2 separate regions of the Mus musculus genome follow, and region 1 is linked to region 2. A link is a contact called in public Hi-C data. All regions are on one chromosome and are shown on one strand. The core of a region is the stretch at or near the end of the contact, and the rest is flanking DNA. Distances in the headings are between cores, read along the strand shown.

Region 1 (5,597 bases), core at 575-3,074, 180 kb before region 2:
ACTATGCTATTTCCTTAGTCTGAAAATGCTTTAAAAAAGGAAAAAGAAAATCTTTGTGACTATAGTGGTAGATTCTAAAAAGCACATTGAGATGAGCACTGAAGTGGCAGCGGGCATCTGAGAGTTTCTGCCTCAACTGCTGACTGATGTAGCTTGCAGAGCAATTTGCCCTCTTTTCTAACTGAGCCTGCCTCTTATGTTTACCCAGAAACCAAAGATGACCTTGAACAGCTCACAACTGAGATCAAGAAAAGGGCCAACAACGTCCGGAACAAGCTGAAGAGTAAGACGGGAACACAGAAATAAGCCGGTCTCCACCACAGACAGAGACAGCCTCTCAGGGCCCACCTCTCACCTGCCAATAAGTGACACTACTTGTTCTGTTTTCACTGGAGGCGTGGGCACTGTCTCTGGACTGACCTTCTGTATCCTTAGACATTTATCACCTCTTGAGTTCTCACTGTAGTTGAAAACCCCAGCACTGCAGTTAGGAAGTGGGAGTAATTGTATGCGTCCCACCACTGCGTGGTCGGTCATTTTAGCTTAGTCCTTCAGTTCTCTCCTGCTGCTTCCTAGCACCTGTGTGTACATTTGAGAGGTAACTGCAGAGACATAGGCGCAGGGTCTGCTATTCAGTCAGCAGACATTTCTCTGTGCAGACCTTCTCATTCCTGCTTCCCTTCCTGGTTGTGGAGCACAGTTCAGTAAAGTCACTCTCATAGCTTGAATCCTCCCGGGGACCTCAAGCGCTCGCTTAGTTCCACAGCTGTAATCCATATTCCTGTCACAGTACTTGCTGAGTATGTGCTGTTGCTCAGAGAGGAAATCCCTATTCTTTCTTCCCTCCCCAATAAATTACAATAGTTACTTTAATGGATAGTGAGGGGAAGAGAGCTTCCAAAAATAGCGTTAATGTGACTGCCCCCTTGTTAAGCAGTTTGTTCGATCTTTGCTTTGGTATTTTAAAGAGATTCAGGTTGAGCATACTTAATCCAAAATTTTCAAATGCAAAATATTCCAAAATCTGAAACTTTTTGAGTATTCACATGACACTGTAAGTAGAAAATTCCATAGTAAGCCTCATAAGTATACTAAAAATGTAGTTCTAAATTATCTCTAAGCTCTAACATATCTGTGAAACACAAATGTGTCCTGTGAGCCAGCCCTAACATTATGTATATGCAAATATCCCAATTTTGACAAAATCGGAAACCCTCCTGGTTCTAAGCATTTCACACAAAGGGTGCCCAGCCTCTGTTGCTACTTTTTCCGTTTTATAAACAAGAGGACAGATGGATGAAAGAGTTACATGATTTCCCCCTTGTCACACAGCTAGTCCATGGCAGGGTAGGGATTTAAGTCTCAGTCCCTTGGTGACCTGAACTGAACTGTTAGTTGTGTTGCTGAGACCTGACATTAGCACAAGCTGATGAGGTCAAGTGTGTAGCTTGTGGGGGTGGACGCTGATCTTTTGTGATTGGATCTCCCTGTTGTCCATCTTCATAGCCTCTGTGTGTGAGGATGGGTAAGTAGGTCTGTGTAGAATAGGGTCTTTTGTAGAAGGAAGGATGGATATGTTGCTAGAGTAACCCTCTCACTGCAGGCATGGAGAAGCACATTGAGGAAGATGAGGTTCGGTCATCTGCAGACCTTCGGATACGAAAGTCCCAGGTAACTTTGTTTCTGGTTTAACAATCATTTTCACCACTTTTAAAAAATTATTATTTTTTTTTACCATGTGCATTAAAAAAGCAAGATTCTATTGTATTGGAACTGAGTTTGAGGAACCGGGAAAGGGGAACCATCCAGGCTGAGGCAGTGGCCAGGGCCCATTGTTCTCCTTTGGCCCTCTCTCATGTTCTAAAGGAGGCCCCTAAAGTACTCCCCTAGACTCTTCAGAGCGCACCTTCAACACTGCCTTGTTTTATAGGTCAAGAAATTGATTATGTCTTCTAAGGTTTGTTAGTTATAGTCACCCAGTTTGGAGTCAGGCACGTTGGAGCCATCAAAAACATGATCCTTGTCCTATGAGAACTTGGCCATGGTGGCTGCCTCACATAATCCCAACACTTTGGAGTCGGAGGCAAGAGGACTGCCGAGACTTCAAGGCTACCCTGCTTGAGCTATAGTGTGAGAACATTAAAAAAACAAAAACGGAACAGGAAAAAAAGGAGGGAGGAATCTCACATGATGTTTGAGTGGTGCAGTAAATATTGTATAGCAGAAAAGCATTGTAAGAAGGCATAATCGAATCCAGGGTCAGCACACCATTGAGAGATCTCATGGTGAATTGGCGGTGGCCTTGGGTAAGCAGGAGTACCAGTGTAGAAAGGCTCAGGAGGCAGAGCTTTCTTTTTTGAGAGAAATAAGAAATGTGATTAGGAGAGAGAGAGAGAGAGAGAGAGTGTGTGTGTGTGTGTGTGTGTGTGTGTGTGTGTTGGCAGCAGCAGAAAATGGTGTTGGTGGCAGCATTGGGATGAATTCAGGACAGATGAAATGGGAATACCCTACCTTGAGAAAAGAGTGTGTTGTTGGGTAGCAGATGCTAAATTTCCAGCAGATAACATAGTGTTACACTCCAAAAGTCTTTAAATACTAGTTGAGGGAATTTGGAGCTGATCCAGTAACTGCCCATCATTTGTTTCAGTCTACACAGCATCTAGGGGGATATGATAGTCCTTTGGATATGAGTGGGGAAGAGGCGAGAGGCTAGGAAGTTCCGAGTTAGACTTTTGTAATGATTTAGTCTGAATTTACATGGTAGTAGTGTGTTTGGCAAAAAGAGGAATAAGTAGGCTTGATGCTGTGAGGTGGGCAAGGAATAAAAGTTATTACTAAGGCCGGTTGAGAGAAAATGTTTATTGTAAGCAAGAAACCTTGAGGTTGTCACTTGGCATACTGCTTATGGGAAGCGTAGTCGACAACTGTAGCCAAGGTCATGGTGGAAAATGCTACTGGGCTCTCAGGTTCTCAGTAATTCTTTTTGACTGAGAATTATTATCACGTGAGTTCAGTAAAGAAGGAAATGAGTAATGGAGATTGCACATTGAAAGTGGCAGTGGATGCTTCCTACAGACTAGGAAAACAAAACTGCATTTTGGTCTTTTGGTTCCAAGCTCAGGACTGCTGCAGACTAGGCTGTATCAAGGTGGGATAGAGGTTTAAATCATCTCTGGGGGACTACTCACTTAACGTTGTTCCCACAGCACTCCGTCCTCTCCCGGAAGTTTGTGGAGGTGATGACAAAGTACAATGAGGCTCAGGTGGACTTCCGTGAACGCAGCAAAGGGCGCATCCAACGGCAGCTTGAAATTAGTATGTGTTTGAAGTCGGTCCATGTCTGTCCCCACCTTTTCCTGCTATGTGGTTGTCCATCCTGAGTCCTGGGAGAAGCAACAATGACCCTGCTGCTTGTGCCTTCTTTATTCTATTTGGCACTCCAACACAGAACAAATGCTATGGATTGATAGATCTGTAATATGCTATCCTGGGTTGAAAAGTGACACATATATTGAGCCAAGGAATTTTATTGTTTATGGGATCCAGCTCTTCCCTTCCCTTCAGGGGAACCCACTAAATAGTTGGTCTCCTGAGAACTCATTTTGCTGTTAAATGAAAAAGTACATTTATGAAAAATGATGTAGTGCTAGTTGCTGTGAGGAATTAAAAAATTAATAAAGCTATACTGTTTGGGAATTTAGTGATATGGAAGAATAGGCCCTACAAGGCAAATGGCTTCAAGTGAAAGAAGCTGTGTGAACAAAGGCGCTATCAAGAAAACACAGACGTGTTTGTTTCGAAGTGGCAAGTTGTCCAGAGTTGGACGGAGGGTGTGTTTGAAGGTGCAGTGTAAGGTTGCAGGAGGGCTGCCCACAGGCTGTGCACTGTCCTGAGGCCCTTGGCCTCTGTGGTACGGTGGTTGGGCTGGAGTGTGTGCTTAGGGTGGGGATTATTGCGATAATGTTAAAGATGGACTGGAGTCAGGAGGTTGTTGGCGGGGGGGGGGGGTAGTGTTTGGGAGGAAATTGTAAGTGGAGTTGTACGTTGAGCTTATATTTCATGCATCTCTTTTGTTACAAAGCTGGCAAGAAGACAACAGATGAGGAGCTGGAAGAGATGTTGGAGAGTGGCAACCCAGCCATCTTCACTTCTGGGGTGAGCGACCAAGGCACTCGCTTCAGTGGACAGGGATGAGCCCATGTGGGCTGCACTTGCAGCTCTGCAGGGGAGGGAACTTCTGTGGACTCTGAGGGCTGGGCAGGGCTGGTCTGTTACTAGGGTGGTTGACAGTCTGTCTGTGTGGGATCTGTTGTAGATCATTGACTCCCAGATTTCCAAGCAAGCCCTCAGCGAGATTGAGGGTCGGCACAAGGACATCGTAAGGCTGGAGAGCAGCATCAAGGAGCTCCATGACATGTTTATGGACATCGCCATGCTGGTGGAAAATCAGGTAGCTGGCGTATGGGAAAGCAGGCATTTCCCTGTGAACCGGAAATGGCATTTTGGAGGTCAGGTGGGGCAGGGGATAGAGCATTTTCCCCATGGGGCAACAGAATTCTAGTGTCTGAGGCAGAGGTGTGCATTTTTACTTCTTGAGTGCTGGCGCCTTGAGCCACCTCAGTCTTGTTTTCTTGCCTGTACTTTACTTTCACAGTGATTCTAGTTAGTAGTGAAGTTTCATGTCATGACAGAACCTAGTCTGCTCAGCCTTATCACTGTTTTCTTTCCCTTTTTAAAATTAAAGACATGGGCTCTTTGGCTGTGGAATGTGTAGTTGAGTATAGGCTGCCTGCTTAGCATTCATAAGGCCTTGGGTCCAAGCTATCTTCTGGCCTAGGTCTGCATAAACCAAGAATAGCAGCATATACCTATAATCACAGCACTTAGAAGATGGAGGCAGGGGGATCAGGAGTTTAAGGTTATCTTCTAATACAGAACAAATCTGAAAGGCAGCCTGGGATTCACTAGACCTACCTTTCCTAAAAAAATAAAAAGGAGGTCTTATAGTCAATGCCTTGACAGTCTTTTGATATGAACTATTTTACTGAAAGCTTTTTCTTTTCCTCTAATTCACCATAGAAGTTAAAAGCAAGTTAATTAATTTTTCTAGTTTTGCTTTTATACTTCTCTTTTCCTGAGCATTTTGGCACCTTTTGTTAAGAATCAACAGTAGACATGATTGAAGAATTTCTTATTAAAAGAATATTTTAGTGAAAGACTATAAAAACACTTATGATTCTCGACAATTCATCCCCAAGCTTGCCTGCTTGGGAGTGGAATTCGATATTGCTTGCATATGACATTCATTTCTGTCAGATTGTTGGTCCCCAGTTCTTGGGATAGAGTTAGGTGTCATGTAGGGTCATGGTGCTAAGCAGCTTTCACCAGGAACTTCCAGCTATTCAGCCATTGGTACAGAATTGGAAACTCTTGCTTGGTAGGTAGACCCCAGACCGTAGTTGAAGCCTGAGTACAGGCTAACCAGTTGTTCATGAGTTCTTTGCCCTTTGGCACTCTTCTTCCTTTTCCCTTTCTGGCCTTTGAGACTCCTTTCTCAATCCCTCTATTCCCACTTTTTTTTTTTTCCCACCACACTG
Region 2 (5,585 bases), core at 2,227-4,726:
TCTGTCTTTTCCAGCAGCTGGTGCCTGCTTGCTTGGGTACTTTTAGTTTGTCTTACAGCTAAAACATTACAGTCTGCTACATGACTGAGCCCGTGTATAAGGAAGGAAGAGGGATTTTTGAGATCCAGCATGTATATTAGATAAGATTCTGAGTTCTCAGAGTGCAGAACTTAAACCAGAAAAGGAAAAAAAAAAACCAAACTAAACAAATAAGCTGGTGGGTTTGAGTAAGAACAATACTGGGAACATTGCTCTCCACAGACACATCCAGCCAATGGTGAAGACAGGCAGCAGAGGATTCTGTTTAGGAATATAAAAGCCATGTGTCAGCTACATTGACCTTTCTCTGTTGGTGATTCATTCGGTAGGAGCGAAAAACAAAACTGCCAGACTTTTGTTACTTGAAGTGAACTTTTATTGGAAAGTTGGGGCCTTGTTTCTCAATAGAGAGAGAGATACAGAAGAGGGTTAATTAGGGGTGCCAACTCAAATGGTTTCAGAGGCTATGTAGTCACATTACAGGGTGTCTGCAGCCTGGAGACCCTGGAACACCAGTAGCGTGGTTTAGTCTAAATTCCAAGCCTCCAGAATCAAGGAAGCTTGTGGTGTATTCTGTTTGAGGTCAAAGACCTTAACTTTTGGAGACACCAGCCAAGCCTAGGAGTGCACAGCCTTCAAATCCCTTCCCTTACTATAACCCAGGACATATCAGGCACTCCACAATTTGCTTACAGTAGGTCACTATCTTTTCAGCTACATTCCAGTCAGTCAACTAAATGAGCTGTTAGTGCCCTCCCTAACCCCCAACCTAAAACATTATATTCAGCCGATCTGGGTAGAGAGCTCATTTTGATAAATATACGCAGCGCCAAATCCAACCATTCTTTAGCTATCTTCCTGTGCACACTTAAACATCTGTTCCCACACAATATTTTTGAGACTTCCGCTCTGTAATAACAATGTAGAAAACCCAAGCAGTTGTTTTTCTTTTCCCAGACGCCAGCGGATTGTGCTGCTTTAAATGCCTAGATTTTTATTAACACAGTATTTATTTACTTATTTTTATTTTATGTGTGTGTTGTCTCTGTGTTAAGGTCAGACTGAGACATCTGTTATCTCCCTCTATTGCTGTCCACCTCATTGCCGTGAGACAGGCTCTCCTGCTGAGCTGGCAATTATGTTCACCTAGGCTGTTTGGCTAGCCATCTTGGCAGCAACAGCAATTCATGCAAGCCTGGCCACGGCAAAGCTCATCCCCTCCCACCCCTCAAGAACAAATATGTTTTCATTATGTGTACATTTTTTTCTTTTCTCTCTCTTTTTCCCCTGACAAATCTCTCCTGATATGATACATGATATTTGATTACACGCTATAAATTACATCCAGAACATTAGCCAAACTATTATGAGAAATACCAACCTGCTCATGTAGCCCATTTACTATATGGTAGAATATGGAATGAGAAAGGTTCATCTGGCCTCACAGGGAAAAAAAAGTGAGCATGAGGATTAGATAATGTTTTCTAAGTTCTTACTGGTGATCTGTGTATCCCCTTCTTTCCTACCTATCAGTCACTGCATTAAAAACTTTACCATAGAGAGGGAAATTCAGGATGCCATGGGGCCTCAGGAAGGAAACAGATGCTTGTCCCTAGAGGGAAGGGTTTCTGGCTGGCACTGAGGAGGTTAGTGTGAAGAGAAGAAGAAAAATGGTGAGCACCAAGCTTCCAGGTAGTCTTTCTTCTGTGTCTTTGTGAAAATGTCCTGCGGCATTTGTGAAGTTGCATAATGCCTGTCCAACTTTTACATCTTGGGCTGGTTTTATGTGTTCATTATAATGATGGTGAAGATAATTCTACTTCCTGTTTAGAAAAGGTGTTCCTGTAGATTATTCCAAAAGAGGAACCACATTGAAAAGCAATGTTATCTCTCCTGGTTCTTTTCCTTTCTTAGTCATAACTTGATTAGATATATAATCTCATGTTTTTATATGATCTTTTGCCTTTTTTCTCTTTTATTTCTCATTTGTTCATAGTATAGGACATAAGTATGTCCCCTCATGTTCTAAAATATTTAATATTTAAGCACTATCATGTTATGATTAAGCATCTTTTCTGGTGGTGTTCTTCCAATCAAAGGGTGGTCTGGGGGCGCCTCAGGCAGTTAAGTGCCTATGTCACAAGCAGGCAGACTTGATTTCAGCTTATCCAGAACCCATATAAAATATCCATGCCCATGGCACATACATACAACATGGAGGAGCTGGGAATGCTGAGATAAGAGGGACTTTGGAGCTTATTGTCCAGCCAGTGTAGTCAAATTGATGAGCTCCAGGTCTGGTGAGACAGCCTGACTCAAAATATAGGGTGTGTCAGTGTTGGTAGGTTTACATGGGAAGGATGATCTATCAAAGAAAGAGAGCCACTATAGGATGAATTCAGGCTTCTCAGCGGCTGTGGGGGGTGGGGGAGAGGGGAGGAAAGCTTCTGAGGTGCTGAACCCTGAGAACAGCACCCTTGAAGCTCTGTTTATTGTTACACAAAATGTACTTTTAGCAAGTCAATTTCCACATACCAAAACTTCTTATCTGATCTAGGGGTTATCATCACCTAAGCAAGTCTCAGCTGTGGTTCACCAGGTCGTCTCTGACCTAAGATAAGCAAAGGCTCTGAGAAACCTTCCAAGGGATAGCCTCATAAAATCTCAGATAACCATCACTGACAAAGGCTATATTAAAGGTTAGGTGCCTTCACTCCAGAGTCCTGCCAGATTCAAAGGTTCCACCCCTGAAATTCTGTAACAGGTGGACAGTGATTGATGAAGATCTCAACATTGGCCTCTGGCCTCTGCATTCATGCATAGTTGTGTACTGCTGCACATGTGCACTCCCACAGAGAAGGAGGAGGAGGGGAAGGAGGAAAAGAAAGAGGAGGAGTAGAAGGCACCTTTGATAGTCTGGGGCCAATTAGAAAACTCAGAGTAGATTTATTAGGGTATGTTTAACATCTTGAAGTATAAATGATAAATAGTAACAGAAATTTGAGATGGCATCTGAGGCTTGAGTTCATCCTGGGGAAGGACAAATTTGGAATGGGTTTGTTTCCTGGAGAAAGTGTGGTTTAACTACTTGAAAGAAGTGTGTAGATTTATCCAGGCTGGAATGCGTCTGCAGTTAAGTAACAAATTATTTGCAGTGGGTGATCAGTAGTAGTGTCACTGCTGTGTAGTGAATGTTTGGGGCAAGTCGGGGCTATGCTCTTCAGAGTGCATGAGGTTTACAGGAAGGAAAAGCACACAGCCACAGGAGGCTGGCTGTCTCCAGATAGCCCACGGATTGTCAATAGAACCCGCATGAAGCTGGTCGCATCAGTGAGCGTCTGCTCTTCTTGACCAGAAGGTATCTGCATTACAAATTTGAGGATGCAGGCTTGGAATGGACATGCTGTGGGCCTGTGCCTGGTGCCAGAGAGCACAGGAATCCTCTTGCTGTTACAACAACTCTTTTGCTCCCTCTACTGGGAAGCTTAACACATTGTTCCCTTTACAGGAGAACTGCTTAAATTGCCTTAAAAGGCAATTTCAGAATCGGCTAACACAAACAACATATATTTTGTTTACTGTTCGACATCCAGCACCAAAATCTATTCTTGTGTCTGAAAAGCATTATACAATGATTATTGTATTTTAGTTTATTAAACAGTTTTCTTAATAACGAGCATACAAAAAGTCATGTCATAAGTACTACTTTCTACAATGATTTATTAGATTTCTTTATATGGGGATTTTGTATTGGAGATTGATTCTAGGACCTGACACAGGGAAGGCAAACACTATACCCTGAGTTGTATTTTCAGTCTTCATTTTAATTTTTATTTTGAACCAGGATCTCATTGAATTGTCCAGTCTGGCCTTATATTTATTCTCTAGCCCAGACAGGCTTTGAACTTGTAAGGCTTAAGCCTTCCGAATATCTAGTATTATAGGCAAATATCATCAGGTCCATCTGATGTAAGGACCTGTTAGTCATTTCTATTAGAAGATATGAATGTGGATGTTATGTCTGCAATCACAATTTCAACATTTAGCAATAGGACTAAATTACTATTTTATGCTAAACTGTATTCCTTAGTGCATCTATCTGTACCATCAGCCAGGCACAGAGAGAATAACACTGTGTGAACATCATGTCCTTATCTAAGAAAGCAAACTTGGAGGACAGAAAGAAGCCAAGTTATGGTGGCCAGAAGTCCTAAGGGTATGAAATGAAGAACTACTTGTCTAAGGAATGTAAAGTTTCAGCAACATAAGATGAATAATGTTTAGAATCGTATTGTATACTCTGGTCATCATTTCCCAAATAAAATATGTTTAGAAACTTAAAATAGAAGATTTTAAATATCTCATTAAAATCAGTTGACTAGATGGGTACTTTATTTATCCTCATAAGTCATCCCAGAGACATCAAAGCTCAACATACTCCAATATGTACATAATTATCATTTGCCAATTAAGATAACAGAAACACGATACATTATTTTGTTTAGAATGCACCAGACTTTCTTCACAATTTAACAAGTGTAAACTTGATTAAATCATTTTATTATGTAACAAAAATGCATTACGGAAACATGATGAAAAGCTTCGGAGATGAGGCTGAGTTGAAAGCTGTTCTAATCATGAAATCCTAATGAACAATACATTTCTCATTTTCGTTTTTCCTATTTTTATTGGATATTTTCTTTATTTACATTTCAGATGTTATCCCCTTTCTCGGTTCCCCCCTCCCCCCGAGACTCCCTATCCCATCCTCCTTTCCCCTGCTTCTATGAGGGTGCCCCCCTTCCCATCCTTGCATTCCCCTACACTGGGGCATCACATTTCTCATTTCCTTATTTGTCTTCCTTAAGAGGTCTAGAATTATTTTTTTGCATGCCACTCTGATTCTAGCATCTAGGAAAAAACTCTGAAATTGGTGAGTAAATCTCAGCCCAGTGACTGAATAAATAAAATGTTTCCAGAAGTCAGGACTTCAACTGTGTGGCAGAAAATATTTCCCTCCTACATTTAAAGCTGAACATACGGAAGCACCCCGTGAGGCTTTGCTGGTAACATCAGATTCATTTAACCTCTCGTTCAAATCACCCAGAACTGTCAGTCACACAGAAGAGGCAGGGAAAACATTTCACTCATTCTTGTACACCATTTCTCTAAAGGCATCCTGACTGACCAAAGATGAATATGAGGACATGCTTGTCTGTTTCAGGCAGGCCTCTCTGCACAGGTATATGACTGGTCATCTTGCAGAATCATGTATGTGAGGCTGTAGGCAGGCTTCTAGATGCAAGTCCGAAGATGGTGGGATGAGAGCAAGTCAGCCACCAGGTGGTAAATACAGTAACTGAGACCACGGAACTAGATTCATCTCAGTTCCTTGACTTTAGTTTCCTACTTTGTGTCTGCTTCTATATTTCTGAAGTAAGAGGAATAAATAAAATTTCCTCAGCATTTGACAGGCCTTCTTCTGCAGCCCCTGGAAGAGGAGAGTTGAGCTAAAACCAAGTTGAAAATTGTTGGCAATCAGACAC

What was found. Hi-C and Micro-C count contacts between places; a contact is called where the count stands out from the background.
Region 1: a contact with region 2 is called in a Hi-C map of bone marrow-derived macrophages, with 26 read pairs. A contact is called at or near these places in 19 of 39 promoter capture datasets (the C10 cell line, the HPC-7 cell line, the SN4741 cell line and 12 more), 73 of 484 Hi-C or Micro-C datasets (B cells, the Ba/F3 cell line, CD4 T cells and 34 more), 43 of 130 datasets of targeted methods (the 230-238 cell line, CD8 T cells, DN3 thymocytes and 24 more) and 5 of 9 other capture datasets (adipose tissue, embryonic stem cells, liver and 2 more).

Annotation. Positions count from the first base shown.
Region 1 is chr19:11,784,243-11,789,839 of GRCm38.p6, reverse strand. It overlaps Stx3 (syntaxin 3), which reads left to right. Exons shown (of 11, transcript NM_152220.2): 4 at 209-283; 5 at 1,604-1,671; 6 at 3,207-3,315; 7 at 4,082-4,155; 8 at 4,316-4,450. Among named protein-coding and RNA genes, the nearest start is that of Mrpl16, 17 kb to the right of the region's middle.
Region 2 is chr19:11,609,547-11,615,131 of GRCm38.p6, reverse strand. No RefSeq gene overlaps it. Among named protein-coding and RNA genes, the nearest start is that of Ms4a6d, 7.5 kb to the right of the region's middle.